Regions from separate parts of the Ovis aries genome. Here region 1 is linked to region 2. Evidence: chromatin contacts called from public Hi-C data. All regions are on one chromosome and are shown on one strand. The core of a region is the stretch at or near the end of the contact, and the rest is flanking DNA. Distances in the headings are between cores, read along the strand shown.

What was found. Hi-C and Micro-C count contacts between places; a contact is called where the count stands out from the background.
Region 1: a contact with region 2 is called in a Hi-C map of blood, with 2.8 times the contacts expected there. The contact joins the enhancer-like site here to the promoter of CHCHD4 in region 2. A contact is called at or near these places in 5 of 16 Hi-C or Micro-C datasets (blood, hypothalamus, muscle and 1 more).

The regions. Positions count from the first base shown.
Region 1 is chr19:58,052,430-58,058,871 of ARS-UI_Ramb_v3.0, forward strand. LOC132658221 (vomeronasal type-1 receptor 90-like) reads left to right here. Exons shown (of 1, transcript XM_060402956.1): 1 at 1-4,014. Among named protein-coding and RNA genes, the nearest start is that of WNT7A, 11 kb to the right of the region's middle. Within about 2 kb of position 4,137, at least 54 of the 54 cell types and tissues checked have an H3K27ac peak or open chromatin away from gene starts, as enhancers often do. A contact at or near this core is called in hypothalamus, muscle and tail adipose tissue, where this site is marked.
Region 2 is chr19:58,003,781-58,009,800 of ARS-UI_Ramb_v3.0, forward strand. It overlaps CHCHD4 (coiled-coil-helix-coiled-coil-helix domain containing 4), which reads left to right and starts at 4,512. Exons shown (of 4, transcript XM_012100278.5): 1 at 4,512-4,680. The coding sequence starts at 4,659. TMEM43 (transmembrane protein 43) reads right to left here and starts at 4,320. Exons shown (of 12, transcript XM_027957825.2): 1 at 4,143-4,320. The coding sequence starts at 4,154.

The DNA.
Region 1 (6,442 bases), core at 2,887-5,386, 48 kb after region 2:
TGTTTTAAATGTGATATATATATGAGGTATATATAATGAAATATTATCCAGTCATAATAAGAATGAAATCTTGTCTTTGTGCCATAGATGGACACTGATGGCATTGTGCTAAGTAAAATCAGTCAGAGGAGGATTGTACAAATGCTATGCAGTTTCACTTTATGTGGAATCTAAAAAAAAACAAAAATAAGAAAGAAAGAAAAAAACCCCCAACACCTCAGCTCTCTACAGAGAATAGACGTGATAACTAGAAGTGAGGGTTCGGGGACAAAATGGGTGAAGGGGGTCAAAGGGCATAAACTTACAGTTATAAAACAAGTCAGTCCTGGGTATATAATGTAGAGCATGGTGACTATAGTTAATGATGCTATATTGCAATTTGACTGCTGTTAAGAGAGTAAATCTTTTTTTTTCTTTTTAATTGGTTTTTTTTTTCAGTTTTATTTCTTTTACTTTACAATATTGTATTGGTTTTGCCATATACTGACATGGATCTGCCACAGGTGTACATGTGTTCCCCATCCTGAACTCCCCCTCCCACCTCCCTCTGGGTCATCCCAGTGCACCAGCCCCGAGCACCCTGTTTCATGCATCAAAACTGGACTGGTGATTCATTTCACATGGGATAATTTACATGTTGAAATGCCATTCTCCCATATCATCCCACCCTCGCCCTTTCCCACAGAGTCCAAAAGACTGTTCTATACATCTGTGTCTCTTTTGCTGTCTTGCATACAGGGTTATCATTACCATCTTTCTAAATTCCATATATACTCATTAGTATACTGTATTGGTGTTTTTCTTTCTGGTTTACTTCACTCTGTATAATAGGCTCCAGTTTCATCCACCTCATTAGAACTGATTCAAATGTATTCTTTTTAATGGCTGAGTAATATTCCATTGTGTATATGTACCACAGGTTTCTTATCCATTCGTCTGCTGATGGACATCTAGGCTGCTTCCATGTCCTGGCTATTATAAACAGTGCTGTGATGAACATTGGGGTACGTGTGTCTCTTTTAATTCTGGTTTCCTCAGTGTGCATGCCCAGCAGTGGGATTACTGGGTCATATGGCAGTTCTATTTCCAATTTTTTAAGAAATCTCCATACTTTTCTCCATAGTGGCTGTACTAGTTTGCATTCCCACCAACAGTGTAAGAGGGTTCCTTTTTCTCCACACCCTCTCCAGCATTTATTGCTTGTAGACTTTTGGATATCAGCCATTCTGACTGGCATGAAATGGCACCTCATTGTGGTTTTGATTTGCATTAAGAGAGTAAATCTTAAAAATCCTTATCACAAGAAAACAAAGCATTTGTAACTATGTACGGCAACAGATGTTACCGAAACTTATTTTCAATATATACCGATAACAGATCATTGCGTTGTACACCTGAAAGTAATATAACATTATATTCCAATTTTACCTTAGTATCAACATAAAAATATATTAATAAGTATGAAATCTTTGAGGTAAATGAGCTCTACTTCCCAGCTAGTTTTGTTGACAATATACTCTTGGGATTTCTGTCCAGTCTGCAGTCTCTGTGGTTAATGAAGCATCTGAAAGCTTATAAATATTGATTACATTCAGAAGATTTATATACATTATTAATTTTTCTTATTGAATAAGAGAGAGGTTATTTTGAAAAGTTTTTCGCCATTCAATGGCACCCCACTCCAGTACTCTTGCCTGGAAAATCCCATGGTTGGAGGAACCTGGAAGGCTGCAGTCCACAGGATCGCTGAGGGTTGGAGACGACTGAGCGACTTCACTTTCACTTTTTACTTTCATGCACTGGAGAAGGAAATGGCAACACACTGCAGTGTTGCCTGGAGAATCCCAGGGACGGAGGAGCCTGGTGGGCTGCCGTCTATGGGGTCGCACAGAGTCGGACACGACTGAAACGACTTAGCAGCAGTAGCAGCAGCAGCATAGATGACTTCTCTCCAGGATGAATTCTCCAATTCCTAACGAGGATCATTTAGAGTTGAAGACTTTCCTACACTGTCTGCACCCAACAGCGTTCTTACAACCGCTGAAAAAGAGTTGAGCTATAGCTGAAGGATTTCCCACATTTACTACATTCATAAGAGTTTAATGGATTGAATGGTGTCCCCTTCAAATATAGAAGTTTTATAATCGGTTAAACCATAACCTCCAAAATTCACCCAGAACTTCAGAAGGTTATCCTATTTGGAAATGAAGTCTTTGAAGATACAGTTATTTAGGACAAGGCCATACTAGACCAGGGTGGGTCCTAACTCCACTGACTGGTTTCCTTATAAGAAGCAAGAGGACACACAGACACATTCAGGAAGAACAGCACCAAGGAAGGATGTTGAAGGTTACTGGAGATCTGCAAGGCTGGGAAAGAGGCATGGGACAGACCCCTCAGAGCCTTCATGAGAAACTAACTTCAACTACAGCTGCTTTTCAGCTTCAGGTTTCTTTGCTGAACTGTGAGAGAATAAACTATTATGTGTTCAAGCCTGTGGGTGCAGGCACGCTACGTCCATTCATTCGCGTCTGACTCTTTGTGACCTCACGGACTGTAGCCCTCCAGGCTCCTCTGTCCATGGGATTCTCCAAGCAAGAATACTGGAGTGGGTTGACATTTCCTCCTCCAGGGGATCTTCCTGACCCAGGAATCGAACCCGCATCTCTTTTAAGTCTTCTGCATTGGCAGGCAGGTTCTTTACCACTAGCGCCACCTGGGAAGCCCATTTATGGTCATATCTGGAAAATTAATTAGATACATAAAATTCATTGAGAGGTGTGCTAAAAAGATACAAGCTGCTAATGAAACAAGTTTTAAGTGGCTTTCCAAAAGGCCCAACCACCAAGCCAGTTTCCATGTTCAGCGGGCGCTAGAGAAAGCCTTGCGCACAGTTCTGGCGCCATCTCGTGTCAACACTGAGCCGAGCACTTTTAAATATTCTAAACAAGAGAGGGTAAATAAAGGCAAAGAAGAGCAGAGGGATGTGGCCAAGCGTTCCTGAAAACCCGGGGAGGGAAAGGAGATGCGCCTGGAAAGGCAGGCTGGGCCAGCTCTGAGCCAGGCCTTTATCCCATTGGCACTGAAGGGCTCTTAGCACCCAAGTGACACGATCACATGTGTGTTTTAGAACAAACCATCCTAGGAATACAGGCACGGACTGTGAGAAGGGATCAGATGCCACGTGGACAGCTGGTCCAAGCTGTGCTTCAGCCTCAATTTTGGGGCCAGATCACAGGATTGGCTGCCTCCCACCAGAACACAAGCAGGGATTACTGGCTTATACGTTCGTGTCTATGCCCCCCACCCTACCCTGGCTTAACACTTTTTATTAGGAATTAAAAGAGGTGACATCTTACCACATACAGACCACAGGATAATTCTGCCGAAGTCCTTACCCCGAGCATCCCCCAAGCCTCTTTCTGAACGTTCCGACAGGAGGGCGTGTCCACCCATCTCACAGCTGACAACCGGGCTCAGTGAGGTCGCCCCCCGCCCGGGCCAAGGCCGTCCTCCGACTCCGGACTCCCTCACCGCCCGGAGCCCAGGGAGCGCCTCCCGCCTCAGGTCCAAACGCCGGCGCAGCCCAGGCTCGGCTGGGCTCGGCTGTCCGTGCCGCCCCCGCCCCGGACCGCGGACACATCCACCCGACGACGGGGCGGGGGCGCGCTTCTCCGGACGGCCCGACGGGCAATTTCAGCCCCAGGGGACCTGTCCCCCAGAACCCCTCCCAGGGTAACCGGAGCCGAGGGCCCAGCCCAGGGAGGCGACACCCAGTCCCGGCAGACAGGGCACAAGGCCCCCGCCATCCACAGCCCGAGCTGCGCAACCCGGGAAAGACTCACGGGCCTGGCGAACGAAGCGCCCCGCTTCCCCTGTTTAGCCTGAAAAGGTGAGGTCTACACGCGAAGGACCGCAGGACTGCCAGAGCAGCTTCACCCCTAACAAGTCCCGCCACCGCCTCCGTTAGGCGGGACCCACTCAGTCGCCCTTGCGGTCACCCGCTCCGCTCCCGGGAACTAGCTCGGCTCCGCTCGGCTCCGCTCGGCCCCGCTCCGCTCTACCCGACAGGCTCTGTCCACCTGCTCGGCTCTGCTCGGCTCCGCTCGGCTCGCCTCAGCTCCGCTCGGCTCCGCTCGGCCCCGCTCGGCCCCGCTCGGCTCTACCCGACAGGCTCTGTCCACCTGCTCGGCTCCGCTCGGCTCTCCTCGGCTCCGCTCGGCTCTCCTCAGCCCCGCTCGGCCCCGCTCGGCCCCGCTCGGCTCTGCCCGACAGGCTCTGTCCGCCTGCTCGGCTCCGCTCGGCGCACCAGCTGTGCGGCTATCGACCCGTGGAACAATCGCGACCCGCGCGCTGGCCTGGCTGGGCGCTACGGTCCGGCTCGGCCCTGTTTGGCCCCCCTTCGGCTTGTGTCCCGCACCGCCGTCTCCACCCGCAGCCTCGTCGCCTTCTCCGGCCACCCGAGGAGCCGCCTGCCCCTGCCCCCCCGCCAGCGGCCGGGCCGCTCTGAGGGAGCCGGCCGTACCCCGCCCCGCAGAGGCCGCGCGGGCTGCGGGGCAGCCCCTGGGTTCCGGGCCGCCGCGGCCTCGGCTCGCGTCCAGGCCCCCGCACCGCCGCCGGAGGACCGTGGGGCCGGCCCCTCCCCGCCGAGTCCCGGTCTCGGCGGCTGCGGACTGGAGCTGCTGAGGAGCGCGTGGTCCCGGGGCTCGCGGCGGGGCTGAGGCGCCGGGGGCGCGTGTCGCTCTGTGAGCTGGGCGGAGGGTGGACGCAGGGGAGGGCCGGGGCAGGCCAGCCAGAGCCCGGGCCCTGAGGGCGGAGACACGCGCGGAGGCCGGCCCGCTGCCTGGCCGTGCAGAGCTGTGTGTCTTCAGCAAGTCGCCCAGTGTCCTCAGTAAGAGACCAGTTCCTTTACAAGCAAGAACCCTGTGGGCGCCCCTGCCCGGGACCTGGAAGAATGAGGTCGCACAGGTGTCAGTCCTATTCCGTGTCCTTCAGAAGGTTGGGTTGAGGGAAGGATGGTCCATAGCCTCCACTGAGTTTCATCCACAAACCTTTCCTCGCCTGGAACTCAAAGCTGGCGAGGCAGGGCAACAGGTGGGTACTTGAACTGCAAGCTGCAGAAACTGGATTTAGGAATTCAAATGAAAACAATTGTTTGAAAGGATATACTGAAAGGTTGGGGAATTAAGGGAGGCCTGAAGGAAAAAAAAACCGTAGAAGCCAGTAGCCACGACCTCTGGACATTAACCCCGGGACGCTGAGCTGTCGCTGCTTGGACTGTGTCCAGAGTAGAGGATCTGATTAATGGGATGTAGGTGTCAGGAAATTCTTCACGTTGGAGTCGGCTTTGCAGGATGAATAGAAGTTGGCCAAAGGGAGAAGAATGGGGCTTCCACATAAGAGGAGCAGGGGGACAGGGCCGGGATCTGGGGGCCACAGTATGCCAGGTGCTCCCCTGGTCATCTTACTCAGTGCTCACAAACCCTACTACCTAGGTGCCGTTAATTTTTTGGGGAAATGATTTTATCTTCTTCATAAAATTGCTAAATGCCTTTCTAAAGAATTCAAGCTAGATAGCAAAATGCTGCAGAAATTGGGGGTGGGGGTAGGGGTAATCATAGCAAATTCTAGTACCCCAAATGTCCAAGATTAATATTAGCAACATCATCTCAGATATCATTGTAGGCCTATATATGGCAGGAGGCAAGAAGGAGAAAAAACTGGAGGGAGATTGGATGGAAGGGAGGGAGGGCAAAAGGAATCAGAATTCTGTGAAGGGGGAATCCCACTATTTGCTAAATTTTAAAATATATTAAGCTTATTATACTTGAATTTAACAAAATAATTTAAATAAAAGCAGTTGCTAATTTGATTGTTTGCTATCATAACAGATATTTCCTCCAAGATTCCCCCCCACCCCAAGATTATGAAGAACATTGAGAAGTTGGGGGTCATTGATTCTCTTTAAGTTACGCGTTTGCTCTTGGCTCAGTTTTTCCCTTCTATGAAAGTGAAGTTGCTCAGTCATGTACAACTCTTTGTGATCCCATTGACTGTACTCTACCAGGCTCCTCCATCCATGGCATTTTCCAGGTAAAAGTACTGGAATGGGTTGCCATTTCCTTTTCCAGGGGATCTTTCCGACCCAGGGATCGAACCCAAGTCTCCCACATTGCAGGCAGACGCTTTACCCTCTGAGCCACCAGGGAAGCCCTTTTCCCTAATATGAAGGATTAAAAATGTAAGTTCCTCACACTTTGCTCATGTCCACACCCAACATCTGCTGTTGAGCTATTGTTTCCATAATGCCAAGGTCTTTAACATTACATTTACTCTGCCACCTCCCTTCCCTTGGATATTTAGTGTTAGTTCTGAGTTATTTGGGAGAATTACTCACCTCGAGCCTTGCTGCCTTGGCTTTTCCCCCTCTGACTTCCATGTT
Region 2 (6,020 bases), core at 3,262-5,761:
TATTGTTTCACAGTGACTTATGATCCTACTTAGTCAAACATTTAAAACTTTTTGATATCTTTCACAAACTTCCTCGAATCAAATTCCTAATGAAGCTGTTTTGACCTCCAGCTAACTCTGGGATGCTTCAGAAAACCCCTAAACATCTCAAAGAGAAATATTAAGCTAATTGGGCTCATTTGGTATGTTACATTACCTAGGAAACACTGAGTAATGATAAATTCTTAGGTCATATTGTGTGGATAAATATATTAATATAAACATTCTAGAAATTGCAGGAAGTTCCTAAAATTTGAAATCTCCTGTATGTGTCAGTCATGATTCTGGCCACTCTCTTAAAATGTTGTATGCTACAGAAATAGCCAGTTTCCTTGACAACTGTATTGTAACCAGGTCTTTCTCCAAGATTTTAAGTCTTCTGTCATTTATACACAGTTGCGTCTATCCAGTAACTGACGCCTTTTACAAAACTGTTTCAAGACTTGCTTTAGGCTCTAAAACTAAACTAGACTCGGCAGCCAAGGGACTCCCTCCCCTTCGAGGGCCATTTCGGCCACAGCTCTCCCGGAAGGCCCTGAGGAAAGGGCAACAGGCTGCCTTCTCGGTCCTGCACCCAGCTGCGTTTCCTTTGCGCTCTCGCCAACCGCAGCGCTGCTCGGTGAGCTGCCCAGCTCCCCGTGAGGGTGGCTGCCTGGCGCTGCCTGGCTTCCACGGGGTAGCCCTGACCTGCAGCTCTGCTGCCAGCGCCAGTCAGCAAACAGCCACGACTGCAGTTTGTGAACCGGTTAGATCGTCTTCTTGTTCCCAGGAAGCCCGTATCGATAATGCTGATCTAATCTAACTTACAGATGGTCCTGTTTAAGGGAGGAGCAGGGATGTTACCAAGATGGATATGCAGCAACGCCCACAGTGGACATCACACAAGCTTTTATTTACTGGAAACAAAGCACAAGCTGAACGAACTGCCCCAACTCTAGCTACGGACCCGGTGATACATATTCACACTGACACCCCATGCCTCTGGGGTGACACACGACTCTGGAATGCTATGGAAACACTGAGGTGACTAACCTCTTCAGGACAACCTAATAAAAAAAAAAAAAAATGGAAGAGTTATTGTTATACAACTGCCAAAACAGTTAACTGCTGAAAACACCAGGCGTTCGAATGTGAACGCTATGGACGCTAGAAGCAATCAGCGCGCTGAGGCCGTGATTTAAATCCCCACGCTGTCCAGCCTCCAGAAAGCCTGCTGCTCACAGGGAACGCTCCTAACCCAGCGGAAGCATTCCTTCACAGGCTCAAAAAACTGATAGACACGGCCACAAAAAGGGGGACTTTGACCCCACCACCCAAATCCGGTTTAGACCTAATTAAAGCACACAAGGCTCACGCCTGGAGCACAGCCGCCGTTACTCTAGCACGAATCTCCTTTAACTGTGCACCCGAGAAAACGGCTCTTGGGGGAAAGAAGTATTTTTGGAAACTCTCCCCCATGGTGGCTCAAGGGACGCTTTACATTACTGTCAGGGTCTTATTGAGACGCTTTAAAAAAAAAAGTTGGTAACGAGTTTTTTTTTACAGCTTCCAGAAAACCCTACAGATCACGGATTATAACAGAAATTTTGTCTATTGAAAAGGACATCAAATAAATGATTGTTTGCAACTGCGACAGACAGCAAGCGCTTTATCCGTTGTTAATTTATCTCTGCTCAGTCAAAGTGAACATTCATTCATGGATTCCAGTCTCTCATTTTGAAAAGGCCCCTCCACCTGAATGGACTTCACCCGTTTCCACACCCAGCTTCCTCTAACACAAGCATCACCGACAGTCTTGACTTTCCAGGCCATTTGGAAACGTGAGTGGAGCAATTCGCTGCGGGCAGACAGGTGAGCATCAGCCATTATGATGATGGCAACGGCAAGCACGCCAGTCTATCAGACGCCAGTCCTGCACAAGCCCGAGGAGGTGGGCACCGTCACGACCGCACGTCACAGATGGGCACACAGTGGTCAGCCGTCACAGCGCCAGTCCACACCACACAGCCTCTAAGAGGCGGACGCAGGATTCCTATCTGGGCAACTGGGGGCCACTCTCTGCCACTCCACTCCAAACTGCCTTCCTCACGCCTGGGGCCACAACAGGGGCTGAACACGGGGAGCCCGAGGTAGGCACGTAGGATGGGAAAAGAAGCCAGTCCCCAACTTGGGCCCTGGAAGGCCTGGCTTCCTCCTGGGCCTCCCCCCAACCACCCGTAACAGCCAACATCAAGATAAGCGGCTCAAAGACGGCCTTGAAGAGAAGAAAGAAGGCGATCCTCAGGCTGGCATGACACACCCAGCCCACTTTCTAGGCCAGATTCCCAGTAAACGAGGGCGGCGGCGATTTCCCCTCTGCCCGCTGCCCTACTCCAGGCTTAGAAGCGATGAGCAGTGCGTGGCGGGATAGGGGCTGACCTACAGCTCCTGAAAATCACTTCCTGTGTAACCCAGGGTCAGCTGCTTTACCCCTCTGACCCTGTTCACTCATTTATAAAGCACAGATGTCAACAGTAACTCCATTACTGGATGGAGGTTAGAGTGATTAAGAATCCTGTGTCCTTCCTGCTCCAGCCCACAATCTTCTGATCTTTCTTCGGCACCGGGCCTTCTGGTCCCTGTAAATGTGCACCCCAGTACTGGGTCAATCAACGAAGGTTTGGTGCCAGAGGATACCCAAATTCATCTACACTCTTTGGCAAAGATCAGGACCCTATGTATCCGAGATTCTCTGCCCATCAGGACTGAAGATAAACTGCTTTTTAACATAGTAAGCACCTGCGGTGCACCAGGCACTGTGCTAAAAGCAGAGTCTTCCTTAAACTTCACAGTAACCGAGCCCATGCGGAAACAAAAATCCCAAGAAATTAAGGTCACATAGCTACTGAGGAAGAATCTGGATCTTTCCCCAGGTGGGCCTGACTCCAAAGCCTGTCACACCTTCCCATGACCCACCGAGCTGGCTGTGGGGCCCTGGGCAAGCACGTGCCCCTGCTGGGAAGCCCTCATCTGTAAGGTATGGTGGCGGTGGTCTGAGGGCACGCCTGTCTCCTGACACAGCCCAGGCCTCCCCTGGCAGACCCTGCATCTGGGGGACCACCTCTAGGTGCACCGCTTAAGGCTTCTCGGCCTCCCAAACAACTCTACACCAGGCAGGGTGTACTGGGGCTGTGGGTGACGAAAGCCCTGGCTTCTCAGGGGGTGTGGAAGGCAGAGAGGACGCTTGGGGACAGAGGAGGAGCCTGGAAGGGTGTAACAGAGCAGCGGAGAGTGGCTAGGACGCTCAACCAAAGCAAGAGGGAGGGAGTGCCCCGGCTGGCAGGGCTCCGAGCTGGCTCCAGACACTTTCACAGAGGAGCGAAGCCTGAGTCACCAGCTCCTTCTCCCAACACCCTGGTGGGAGGTGCCCCTCGGTTTGTTGAATGAATGTTTGGCTTAAATAGAAAGGTTCCTGAGAAAGGCTGGCTGCTGGCAGGAGGCCAGCAGCCTTTCCAGGGGCACCACCTTCAGCGAGGGGCTCTGCAACTAAACCCCTGCTAGGAGGACGAGCGCCCGGCCGTAGGGAAATGCCCCCCTCTGCCCGCCGCCCTGAAGTCTCCGCTCCCCACCTGGCCTGCGCCCCTGTATCATAACAGCCCCGGTCTTACATACCCCGCTGGGCACGCAGCTCACCGCCCGCCCCGTACAGCACGTCGCTGGACAGCTCCAGCAGGGCGGATCGGCTTCCCCACCGCCCCCGTGGACTGGCCACCTCTCTGCGGCCCCGTCCGGCCCTCCAAGTCCGCACACGTGACAACCCTGAAGGTCCAGGAGGGAACCGGGAACGAAGAGAAGGGCTACGCGGAGGCGCCCCGCACCAGAGGACCCCCGAGCCGGAGCCACGGGCCAGAGGCCCGGTCCCCAACACCGCGGGGCCCAAGGAGTCGGGCAGGGCTGAGCAAGACAGACGGCACAGCTGCCGGAAGGCGCGGACACGGGTGCGGGAGGGAGGCGGGCGAGTGGACGGGGGGGACCACCCGGCAGGGCGCCGCGACACGCCCGCGGGAAGAGGGGCCGGAGGACCGGGAGGCCTGGGTGTGGCCGGCGGACCAGGAGACACTCACGTTCGCGGCCATGGTGGGGCCCGGTCGCCGCCCGCCTCGCTCGGCCCAGCGCGGAGTAGGGTTTACGCCGCAGCACTGAGTCCGCGACCTCTCGCCCGCCCGAGAGCGGCAGACAGCGGCGCAACCCAGGGCCCGGGACGCGCCACAGAGCTGCCGCCCAGGGAGCCCGGGCTCTTTTGGCCCTCGCTCGCCGTGCCGCACTGCCTCCTGGGAAACGTAGTCCTGGGTCGGGTGCTTTCCGAAAGTTGCCACCCACTGACGCCTCACAGACGCGCCCGCGCACTGCAAGCCATTCTGGGAAATGTAGTTCCTACTGCCTGGGGCGTGGCCGCGAGGCGCGCAGCCTGCCGGGAAATGTAGTTACCGGCTGAGCGCGCCGAGCTGGAAGCGCCGAGGCAGGCGCGCGGCGGGCAGGCCTGGGGGGCGGGTCCGTGCGGGCCTCCGAGCCGCCCGCCCCGCCGCGGAGAGGTCACGGCGTGAGGCGACCGCCGCGAGGTCGGAGCGCCGGGCTGCATCATGGCCTACTGCCGGCAGGAAGGTAGGAGGGCGGGCTGCGTGGAGACGGCCTCCGAGGCCCTGCGACACGCGGTCCATGCAGCGCCCCCACTGAGGGCGCGGGGCACGAGTTCCCGGGAGGAGGGTGCGGGTTGGCGGCGGGGTCGCCAGCCCCACTTTTCGGATGAGAAAACCGAGGCCCACGGAGCAGTAAGGCTGTCCCGGGTCTCGGAGAGACTCGAACCTGGACCTCGGAGGGAACAGCACGTGGGGAGACTCGTAAACTGGGCCCGGGGGTTAGAGCGGCGCGAGCGCGCTGCCTGAGGCTGGTAACGGGAAATGTGCTGATTACTAATTATGTTGCTACGCCGCTCGCCACGCACCACGTGTTCCCGTTTGCACCGCCTCTAACTGACCCGGAAGGTCGCCCCTCGGTGGGCGCGACGCTGGCGGTGGGAGTGCCGCCGGCGGGCACGGGTCAGGCCCTGCGCCAGGAGCCTTGAGTGGCCTGTCTCGCAGCGACTTTCCTAAATCAGGCCCTGCTCTTATCCCAAGAGTAAACCAAGACCCCAGAGGTGACTTGGCTGAGCCACGCGGCGGGCTACTCGCGGAGCTGGGGTTGGAGCCCGCGGTCTGATTCCAGAGCTTCTCCGTCTGGTGCCCAGAGGACTCCAGGGAGCCCTCCGCTGGGAAGACATCCCGCAGAAAAAAACAAAAGTTGGTCCCCGCCTGCGGTCTCTCACCTAGGAAGTCTCCAGGCCGCGGTTCGCGGGCCTCCCCGCGCAACCACGAACTGTCCCTGAGCTGACACCCAGGCCCTCCAGGCCCAGTTGTCCAGTCTTGTAAAATGAGAAGTTAGTCTTCATTCATTCCGCAGATATTCATGAAGCACCTTCTCCATGCCGGGTGAGGGGGAGGGTGGATATCTGAGACTGAAGTTCCAGAGAGAAGTGGAAGTCCCAGGAAATTCTCTAGTGAATACTCCAGCTCCCTCAGTTATTTCAGGAAATCCTGAGCCCAGAGATGGAGGTGACCTGCCCAAGGTCATGCTTCAATTAGGAGAAGTGTGTCAAGCTTCAGCTCACGGCTCAGTTTAAAATACTAAGCCTTTGTGCCAGTGGCCTCCTCTGGTGGCTCAGATGCCAATGCAGGAGACTGGAGTTCAGTCACAGGGTGGGGAAGATCCCCTGGAGGAGGAAAGTGAAAGTGGCTCCGTCCTGTCCGACTCTTTGTGACCCCATGGACTATACAGTCCATGGAATTCTGATAAAGGGCAACCCACTCCAGCGTTCTCACCTGAAAAATCCCATGGACAGAGCAACAGTCCATGGGGTTGCAAAGAGCTGGACACGACTGAGTGACCAATTTCCCAGTACCCCATTC